Linked DNA regions of Sus scrofa: region 2 is linked to region 1. Evidence: chromatin contacts called from public Hi-C data. All regions are on one chromosome and are shown on one strand. The core of a region is the stretch at or near the end of the contact, and the rest is flanking DNA. Distances in the headings are between cores, read along the strand shown.

Region 1 (5,466 bases), core at 928-3,427:
CTCCTTTTTTTTTTTTTTTTTTTTTTTTTTTTTTGCTTTTCAGGTCTGCACCCAGGGCATATAGAGGTTCCTAGGATAGGGGTCAAATCAGAGCTGTAGCTGCAGGCCTACACCATAGCCACAGCAACACGGGATCTGAGCTGCCTCTATGACCTATACCACAGCTTACATCAACGATGGATCCTTAACCCACTGATTGAGATGCCAGGGATTTAATCTGCATCCTCAAGGATACTAGTTGGATTCGTTTCCACTGTGTCACAACAGGAACTCCCGGGAAAAGTTCTTAGAGAGGGTATTCCCTTTGTCCTCTCATCTGCTGGTTGGAATGCAGGCATAATGGCTAGAGCTCCAGCAGCTCCCTTGGACCAGGAGGTAACACTGGGTACAGAGGCTATCTTCCAAATGCATAAATAAATACATGTGTGACTCTCTTAGCTGCAACAAGGAGGCTGGATCTGTCCCTGCGAAGTGACACTGGACAGCTCCAGACTAACTTTGGACTTATACACATGAGGGAGATACCAGTGGCTTTCTGTTTAAGCCACTGTTATTTTGTAGTTGTTTCCCCCTGCTTCTTGCAGCCAACCTCATTCTAATATAACACTCAAAAAAGAAGTAATATTTTATTTATTTATTTATATTTTTCTTTTTACAGTTGCACCTGCAGCATATGGAAGTTCCAGGGCTAGGGGTCAAATTGGAGCTGCAGCTGTGGCATGGCTGGATCCCTAACCCACCACGCGAGGCCAGGGATTGAACCCACATCCTCACAGACACTATGTTGGGTTCTTAACCTGCTGAGCCACAATGGGAACTGCCCCCAAAAAGTAAGATTTTAAAAAGTCAACTTTTATAGATCAGTAATCTAACTAGTTTTAAGGTTGCAAATGTTTCAAAAGTAATTTATTTAACAAATAATTACTGAGCATCTAGATCCTAGCATATGTGTCAGGATGATGGGTAATATAACTACAAATGTATTATTTGCCAAATGACAGAATATAAAAGATAGAAAAATAACATCCATGAAAATGAGAACTGAGAGATAGTGGAAAAATAAAAAGCAGAGGTTGTTTCTCTTACATGTATAAGATTTATAGGAGTAACAGGAATATAAGAGAGTGGCATTTTGTGACAACTTGGAACACAAAACCTTTTATTTCATTATATTTCAGGGGAAAACATTTTTAGAATCCCATTGAAAATACCTGGACTTTTACACAATGTCTTTTCCCCAAATAACTAATTACACTTTATATTCTGTAGGAAATTCAGACCAGGCTTTCAAAGGCTATTGAAGTTACACTGAAAATTCAAGATGTATCCTCTTTAAAGGAGACAGTAGGAAGATACTGGACCACGAGAAAGCAAAAATCTGGTAGATAGCCAGGAAAACATAAGAACAGAATTAAGACTAGTTAGTTGTAGGGAATTCCCCGTTGTGGCTCAGCGGGTTAAGAATCCAACTAGTGTCCATGAGGACGCGGGTTTGATCCGCTCAGCGTGTTAAGGATCTGGCTTGGCTGCAAGCTGTGGGTAGGTCACAGATGCAGCTCGGATCTCGTGTTGCTGTGGCTGGGGACCAGGAACATCCATAAGCCATGGGTGCGGCCCTAGTAAGAAAATAGAAAAACCAAAAAAAAAAAAAAAAAAAAAAAAAAAGCAAAAAATAAAAGGCGTAGTTGTACTGTACCGGTAACTTCGGGTTGCTGTACTAGTTGGTAGCCTTGGACCAGAAATCTCACCTTTCTAGGCCTCCATTTCTGAGCGTTAGGGATTGGAAAAGGTCACTTCTAGAGACCCCCCGTTTCTGAGAACCTCCTGGAGTACACGCCCTACCCTGGGCTGCTCTCGGTCAAAGCCGCTTAACCCAGGGGCAAAGACAACCTCCGCTCTCTAGGTCTTGGGCTCCTCCCACACGTGTGATTTCACCGATGCTGCACTTGAAGTCCTTGAGCGGAAACGCAGCACTGATGCCGCCCAGAAAACAACAGAGGGGTCAGGTCAGCGCTGCCGCGAATCACAAGGCGCAGAGTCCAGCCAGCAGCTCCCAGGGGGCCGCAGAACGACCGCCCTCACCCCGCCCCTTGGCTGCCTCGCCCCGCCCCTAGATCCTTGCCCCGCCTCCGGCCGGCCACTTGCTGCACGCCGATTGGTTGCTTCCCTGCGCACGGCGCCGCGCCCCGCCCCACCGGCGCCCTCGCCTCACGCCCGCCGCCCGCTCCCGGCTCCCGGGGGCTGAAGTGGAGCGGAGGACGCGGGCTAGACAGCTGCACGGCAGCTTCCTCCTCTGCGCGCGCGCCTCGCGTTGGCGTGGGCGTGGGGGAAGCCGGGTGAGTGCGGGCAGTCAGTTTCGGGGCGTGCTGGGGGCTAGCGCCCACCGCCTGCTCTTGGAGAGGCGTCCTCAGCCGGCCCGGCCTGCGAGGGACGACAGCGCCCGGCCTTTCCCGTGCGCGGTGCGCGGCGTCGCGGGGCGGAGCGGGTTCGCGGAGCATACGGGCGGCCTGCGGGGCGGGGGCCTCCGCCGCTCCCTGCTCACCAGCCCATGTCTTCTTGGGCGCCCGGGGAGCGCGTTCGGCCGGGGCAGGCAGCTACGCCGCGTTATCTCGCCGTCGACTTGCTTCCCTGGAGGATCTGCACAGGTTTCCATCCCGAACCTGTCAGCTTCACCGCGGTGCCCGGCGCAGGGGAGAGACGTGCGGCCCGCACTCGGCGTCTGGGGGCCTTTCGAGGACTTGCTCACCCCTCCCGTTTGGTCTCAGCCTCTGCTGGCGATGTTGTTAAGTGTTTGGTGGACTTTTCCGACTCGCTCCTTAGGAGAGTAGGGACAGAGGTGGAAAGAGGGAATAGAGGAGGGTCAACATTCTTTCCAGGATTAATCATAAAGTGTTGAGTGTCCTTTTAGATGAGGAGCGTAGCCCAGGTAGCAATGGTAGTTGTGCTGGGGAAGACGCTTGGTTTTTAACCAATAAATTGGCTTCCGAGTTCATCACTGGAAGGTGCTTAATCGGAAAGGTAAATATATAACCTTTTAAAGCCAAAGCAGTAATGAGATTGTCCTCGCTCGCTCCCTGCTGCTAGCGCTGTGCATGCGTGTGTGTGTGTGTGTGTGTGTGTGTGTGTGTGTTGGGGAGAGTCAAGCTCCGATTGGAGTGAATGTGTAACCAGCGTTATACCTCTCAAAGACATTAATTTCTCTTTTCGGAGTGTCCCACCTCTTCGCGCCAACTCTTCACCGACTTGCACTTTATATAAATCCCCTTTCTTAACATTTCCCAAGCCTCCTACTCCCAGGCTTGTCACGCTTCTTTTACATCATCTTCGGTCAGGGTCAGTTGTCTTCTCTTCTGTCATACTGTTCAGACGTAGAACAGACGTTAGGCATTTTTTACCGGTAATAGTGTGGCAGGCCTCCTCGTTCTTAAAATGAAAACAAGACGTTCTCTTGAATAATGATGCGGCAGGAAAAAGCTGGTGTAATGAGAGCCGGGGAAGGATGTCGTGTTTCTCTTCCGGAGACACGCCCTCCCCACCCCCCATCCTTCTCTGCCCGCTAGGATCACAGCAGCCTTAACTGGCTGATTATTTCCGAATTCATTTTCTGGAGTCTAAGGTAAAGAATTTATCTTATTATTTTATCCTTATCGGCTCCTTTTAAGTGATTACAATATATTCAGGTTGTAAACATTTTAAAAATATTACAGAGGAACATCAAGTAAAAAATTCAGAGTGCGCAGAAGAGTATCAAGAAAAAAGTTAGACTTCCTTGATTTTGGACGTTGCATACTTTACATCCTCAATTCCAGTCCCTAGGAGGGGATTGTGCCATAATACTGTTGGGCAACTACTTTAATATAAAGATACATTAGCTTAAAAAAAAATTAAAGATACATTAACTTAGTACATGCTGACCTATCTCATTTTTGGATGTACTGTTTGGATGTACTCTTTAATTTTTTTTTTTTTTTTGGCCATGCCTGCCGCAGGTGGAAGTTACCAGGCCAGGGTTGGAACCTGCACCACAGCTGTGATCTGAGCCACAGCAGTGACAGCCATGGATCCTTAACCTGCTGTGCCACCAGGGAACTCTGGAAATACTCAAATTTTCTCGATCCCTTAATGATGATCATTTTGGTTGTTTCTGGGTTTTCACCATTATGGATGAAAATCCTTTTGGCATTGTAGGATAAGTTTCAGGTAGGTGGTTTAAACAGATAATTGTATTTTAAAGTATAATTTTAGTGCTCTTTTCACTTCTTATAACTGATAGGATTTTATAATTTAATGCCTTATTATTTTGTTCCTTTTTGGCTGCACCTGTGGCATGCAGAAGTTCCCTGGCCAAGGACTGAACCCCAGCCACAGTAGTGACAAAATCGGAAAGGATTTTATCATTTAAAGGCAGTAGCTAATTTGTTTGATTCATATGCATTTTTAGAATCTGTTTGTCTCTTTGCATTTAGAGACTGGATCACAAAATATTTGAGGACCAGGTTAAATAATGGTGGATTTATTCACCTTGTTAGCACTTAGTGGTGTTGACTTTAAGGCTGTATTGACTCATTCGACTGGCCTGGCAGGAATGGGTAGAGAGGGCCTTCAGGAAGAGAAAATATGAAGAGGCATATGTTGTGTAATACCTTCCTGTGGTAACCCCCTTGGATATTCAGCAGTAGCATAAATTCTTGTTCTCTTTTCCAGTAAGTTTCTGTTGTTACAAATGTATCTCAGGTACCCAAAAAACCCGTGAGCAGAACATATATAAATATATACTTTAAGCAATACTCTTGCAGGGATCAGTATTTTATCCATAAGCAAATGAAATCAAATGTTAACATCTTTCTCCTAGAGGTAGCCTGTATCCTGATTTTTTTGCTTTTTAAAAGAAACTTTACAGGAATTCCCTTCGTGGTTTAGTGGTTAACAAACCCGACTAGTATCCATGAGGACATGGGTTCCATCCCTGGGCTTGCTCAGTGGGTTGGGGATCCAGTGTTTCCCTAAGCTGTGGTGTAAGTCTCAGACGAGGCTCGGATCCTGCATTACTGTGGCTGTGGCATAGGCCAGCAGCTATAGCGCCGATTTGACCCCCTAGCCTGGGAACCTCTATGTGCTGTAGGTACGGCCCTAAAATAAAATAAGCTTTCCACCCAAGTACATAAATATACACATATACATATATTTGCATGTAATATTTATATATATCTTAAACAGTATATTTGGTTTTGAGTGAATAGAGTTAAAAATAGAATTCTCATACAAATACTAAGCATATTTCAGAGTTTTATTTTACCGTTATTGAGAGTGCCACAAATAACTGGTTTTTTTGTTTGTTTGTTTGTTTGTTTTTTGATTTACGAAATAGATGTTTATGGAGTTCAGTTGTGGTTCAGCAAGTTCCAAACCCAGCTAGTATCCATGAGGATGTGGGTTCAATCCCTGGCCTCCCTCAGTGGGTTAAGG
Region 2 (5,466 bases), core at 761-3,260, 400 kb before region 1:
TTGGGGAGGGGGCGCCTCCTCCAGTGAACTCACCCTGGGTGGGCCCAGCAGTAGCAGGACACCTCCACCTCACGGCGGAGGCCCCCAAATCTCTGGGGCCTTCACCAAAGCAGATGCAGAAAAGACAGGAAGGCTAAGGACCACTGGGGGCTCCAAGCTCAGCAGCAGAGAAAGGCAAAGTGTCACCATGTATCCCAGGAGAGGTGTGTTCGAGTTCCGCGTCCATCGCTAACTTTCTTTCCCCTCCTGCCTTCTTTCTCAGATTCCCCAAGTCCTTGATTTACACAAGAGCAATGCCCCAGAGCTGCAGTAGGTGGAGCCAGCGCCCTGGGATCGGCCCTTGGAACCGGCAAGTTTCCAGCAGGGACATCGCCCCCTAGCGGTGAGCGTGGGTAGAACGGCAGCTCCCCGCTCTTAACCAGGCACTGCAAAGCCGCCACCCCCTTTCTCTGATTCCTGCATCACCCTCTTGGCCCCAGGCCCCCATTCTGTTTAGAGAAGCAGGAGGAAATAAGGGGTTTGAGTAGGAGAGGAAAAATGCAAAGGAAGAAAGTTTTAGAAACACAACCTCACAGGCATGTTATTCTTTTAAATGAAAAAAAGTACAAACCAGAGTTTCTGGAAGAAAAATATGCATTCTTTCCACTGCATAAAAAGAAACCCTGGTTACTGGGTAATTCTCAGCAGATATCTGAGAAACACTCATTTATTTTTCTCAAGGCTGACCACATAAGCCCACTTCTGAGCAGGTTTATTTGGTGGGCTTTGAATCCTAAAATATTCACCCTCCTCAGATGATTTTAACAAGATAGGCTGGTATAGAAAGTAGAACAAAATCCTATTAAAAACAACTCACAAAACACCCTGACATCCAGGAGGGGCAGCTTTACCCTGAAATATGACAACCACACATAGTGTTGAAAAAAAAAATGTACTATGTGGGTGTTATCTGGTTCCCAAAGTTCAGATGAAAGAAGGTTCCTTTTAGTGGACGAAGTGATTGAATCTGCATGTCACTGAAATAATTATTTGGAAGTGGAGATGAATTTTTACAAGCATTGGGTGCTGTTCAAATGCCTTAAAGTTAGATCTACAATTAGGCTGTGAAAGCCACAAAGGCAGGCCCCCTCCTTACCACGTGGGAGGGTGGTCTGGCCCAGGATAGGGACTCCCTGAATGAACTTGACTGAGAGCTCACAACCCAGAGATAAGACTTTGCAACTGTTGGCCTCTGGGTTTTAATGCTCCCCAGGTAAAGAGCTGTTAGAGGTTTTCTCGCCTTCATCTGGAATGCGTTTTCCATGTTTCTCAGGAATAGATTTTGGCTGCGAAAGAGAGCAGGTTACATAGCTTAGCTGAGCCTGATGACCTACAAACATATCCTGCATCTAACAATAAGCAGGGTGAGGAGACAGGAGATCTAGAATGTTCCTTTCCTCTAGCTCAAATAAACGGCTGCTTTCCAAGTGCGGTAAATATCCACACTGTACTGACACCATACAAAGTGGCCCCTATAAAACATGGCTCGGGGCACTGCAGGGTGAGTCTTGGCAGCTGACCTGTGCCATTCCCGGCATCCTGGAGAAGCCCCGGAGGGCACTGCCGCACCCCTCGGTACAGAGAGAAGGGAGTATTTGTTTACCAAATACCTCTTAGGGGAATTCCTGTTGTGGCTCATCAGGTTAGGAATCCAGCTAGTATCCATGAGGATGTGGGTTTGATCCCTGGCCTCGCTCAATGGGTTAAGGATCCAGCATTACGGTGAGCTATGGTGCAGGTCGTAGATGTGGCTCGGATCCTGTGTTGCTGTGGCTGTGACGGCTACAGCTCCCGTTTGACCCCTAGCCAGGGAACTTCCATATGCTGCAGGTGCAGCACACACACACCCCCAAAAAAAGGGAGGGGCAAAGAAAAAAAAAAAAAAAACCTCTTAAGATAGCTCAGACCACAGCATCTGAGGGCTTCAGCACATCACCAGTTTCTGCTACCAGTTCTGCTTCTGCCTGAATTAAAGTCCTAATGCTAAAAGCCAAGGAAGGAGAGCCAGCCTTGTCTGTTTTCATCGCCTCACTTTCCAGCCTAGAAGGTTCTAAATTTATAAGGCAAGTGCATCTGGAGTAGGCAGACCCAACGTTAACCTCACATGACCCTCGAGTCTGAAATGCCACCGTCAAGCAGGCACGTGTCCCTGTCACAGTGCCCATGTCTGCTGTGAAGCTCATCTCCAGCCCCAAAGAGAAGGGAGAATACAATGAACTGAAATAAAATGAAAACCTACTTGCTGTTCCCCACGGAAATTCTTAAAATCCTTACAGACACAAAACAAATATTCTTCTTGTGAATCAGAAAAGCCCAACCAACTAGGGGGAAAAAAACGGAGGAGAGATAGAGAAGTCTTTTTCTGCTCATACTGAGCACTGGCAAACTGTCAACTAGATTCCAAAGCCTCCTTTCAAATAAAACCGGAAGCACTTCATTCATGCCTCTTTGCTCTCCAGCCCCTTTGGATCCGAGAATGTCCCTGCTCGGTCAGTGGCTTTATGCTTGCACCAGGCAACCCCTAGAGAGACAGAAGTTTGGGGCACCGGGTCAAAAAGACAATGCAAATGGCCAATTTGTCCATTTTCTGATGGGATTTTTTTTTTTTCCTCAACTAAATTCAGTGCTACTCAACCAGGTAAGACCAGGTACTTTCATAGACTTAGGTCATGCTTAAGTTGTTCAAAGAGCAAAGAAGAAAAAAATGCCCCCTTGAACACAAATGTCCTATGGGAGCACTGCTTTCTCCTCTGCCATCAGAGATCAAGGGGGACTACATGAAGTCAACCTGGGAAGCCTGGCCCCAGTCTCTCAAGCAACCCTGGAGAGCCCAGCCCAGAAAGGTCTCTCTCCCTGCGTCAGGCCAGCCCTGGATCTGAATGAGCCACAGCCTCAGGCTCTCATGGTCACAGGCAACCTGGATCCAGATGATGCTGCCCACCTGCCTGCCAGAGAGACCCTGCCCCGGGGGCACCAGAATATGGATGGTTCCTTCAGGAGAGCTGGTCTGCAAAAAAGTCCTCCTATCCTCAGGGCCCAGCCCTGGAGCAGAAAGGCCCCCTTGCTGGACATCGAGGAGATCAGTGTGGCTCAGGGAAGGGGGAGGCTTGCAGGGGTGTCTAGAAGTCTGGACTCAGAGTATTAGGAGGCAGGGGCCTGCAGAGAGCCTGTGTTGAGAAAGCAAAAAGCCAGGAGACAGATGGTCCTGGCCAGGGACATTTCACCTCTATGAAAGAGCGCCGAGGCAGCCCAAAAGGTAGTGGTGAAGGACTAGAGGTCGAAGAAGGAGAATCCGTGCAGCCCCCACATGCCTGCATCTCCCGCACGACTCCTGAGTCGCAGCGGGATCTGCGGACCAGCCTCACTCCTCCGTAAGTACAAGAGGCCACGTGGCAAATGACCCCAGTGAGGACACAGACACTAATCCAGAATCGCTACCCGGGAGGAGCCTCCAAGGGATGTCCAGCAGAGTCACTTGGGAAAACAGACTCACACGACATCACGCGACATCAGCTCTGATAAGGGGACTCTGCGGGTGGGTGATCCCGTGGACCCCAAAAGACAAGATGTTTGTCACTGAGCCCATTGCTTCCTCCCTCCACGCACAGTGATGCCCTCCAGTCACACGCAAAGAAAGTCAACGCAGAAGAGGGGGAACAGAAAGGACGGGATGGGCTTGGTGACCCAGGACGACCTCATTTTCACCTTCGTTTTCTACCATAGTGGCAGGTCCTTCATAAACACACTGAAGACGCTGTGCTGGGTATAGAAAGAGGGAAGCATGGCTTGTCGGTCCCTTCATAGATTTCATGTAAAATGGTTTCCGAACATCAAAAAACAAACCTAACGTCTCGGAACCATGTTTTCTGCTGGGAGGTGGTAAACAAACGCATGCTTGAAGTTGACCTTGGTGTCTGATATCTCCAGATGAGAGGTTCTCACCAAAGGGGTTGTCCGCTTGTTTCCAAAAATACTTCTGTCCATTGTTCTTGATACAAAAGTCGACGCTATCTTTAATAAATAAATAATAAAGTGTTTCTTAGAAGTGTGAAATGTAAACTTGGTCGCCCTTTCTGACGCACACTCTTTAAAAAAAATTGCTTGAACGATGCCAGGGCTTTCACGGGAAAGAAGGACGTGACATATTCAGTTCCCAGCAAAGTGAGTTGTTCACTCCGCTGCTAAGTGGACGCTACCTTTATAAAGCGCTTCTATAACCCTAAGGAAAGGCTACAACCAAAGAGAATACCACCTCGCACAGGAAAGCTAGATTTCAGGATCAGAGAACATGCAAAGAACATTTCATGAGAACAACAAACGGGGCTTATGAGAACTTCAACATGCGAACAAAATCCAACCCACGCTTCTCATGAGCAAAGTGAGTTCTTATCGAGTTAACCAGCCTATCTCCTGGCCTCGAAAGAGAAAAACCCAGACAGCTCCAACCAGACAGCTTGGCACGTGGTCCTACGCTCCTGTCTCTGGCAACACGGACATGGATTTCCTCATCACTGAGAGCTTGGGTGTGTACTTGGCTTGGGGAAAGAGTCTCGGGTCTTCTTCCCTGGCACTGAGAGCCCTGCCTGCGCCGAGGGTCTTTCCCCCACCCTGTGACGGGTTTCCTCCACAGATGGTCACCTTTCCTTTTCACACTCTGGGGATGCCTTTTGGAGGAACGTACCAAAGACATCTGCTGAAAGTTCCCACAAAATTTCAGGATCCAGCATTGGAGCAAGAAGAGGCTCGGAGCTGGTTGCCAGCCACGACTCCCGCCACGAAACATCACAGGCCCCTCAAGCCAACAGAGAACCTTCTCACCAGGCTGGCAACCAGGACCCAATAACGCCGTAAAGTAGCCTTTCAGGTGACCTGCTGTGATCTAATCCAGCGGAGCATAACTTCATGGTTAACAGCCTTCCTTAACCATCTTCCGAGCGTGCTGGAAATCAGCATCAGATCGCCTAATAGTAGCCAGGGATAGTTTTCATTGGCATCTACCAGTAAAAAAACCTGGAGGAGACGGGAAAGGTGCTAACAACACACCTGCTGGATTAGTTCCTGGACCAGCCCCCCAAAGAGCTAGACCACGGTCTGATCAGGAGACCCTCTTCCCGAGGGATCAGACCTGGGGCAGCACTTCCAATAAGGTCCCAGTGGGGGAGTGAGATTCTGAAGCAAAGACAAGACTATCGTGATTATTTCTAAACCCACCAGGGACCAGGCATCGCAGATCAGGGGCCGGGACCTACTTGTGAGCTGGGGGAGGTAAGAAATAGGAGGGTTACATGAGTTCCCCAAAAATATAGACATCACATTTGTAAATCTATTTTACAGCAACCAGACCCAAACCTCAGGCCCAGGGATAGGCCAGGTTCCCAACTCAACATAGCTGGGGGCTATGGGCTTTCAAAGACCCTAGAAGCTATG

What was found. Hi-C and Micro-C count contacts between places; a contact is called where the count stands out from the background.
Region 2: a Hi-C map of skeletal muscle shows a contact between it and region 1, with 2.3 times the contacts expected there. The contact joins the enhancer-like site here to the promoter of TMEM50B in region 1. A contact is called at or near these places in 5 of 47 Hi-C or Micro-C datasets (heart right ventricle, mesenteric adipose tissue, retroperitoneal adipose tissue and 2 more).

Annotation. Positions count from the first base shown.
Region 1 is chr13:197,090,019-197,095,484 of Sscrofa11.1, reverse strand. It overlaps TMEM50B (transmembrane protein 50B), which reads left to right and starts at 2,177. Exons shown (of 7, transcript XM_021070935.1): 1 at 2,177-2,336.
Region 2 is chr13:197,489,000-197,494,465 of Sscrofa11.1, reverse strand. ITSN1 (intersectin-1) reads right to left here. Exons shown (of 42, transcript XM_021070946.1): 42 at 1,929-5,466. Among named protein-coding and RNA genes, the nearest start is that of ATP5O, 28 kb to the left of the region's middle. Within about 2 kb of position 2,010, at least 16 of the 83 cell types and tissues checked have an H3K27ac peak or open chromatin away from gene starts, as enhancers often do. A contact at or near this core is called in skeletal muscle, where this site is marked.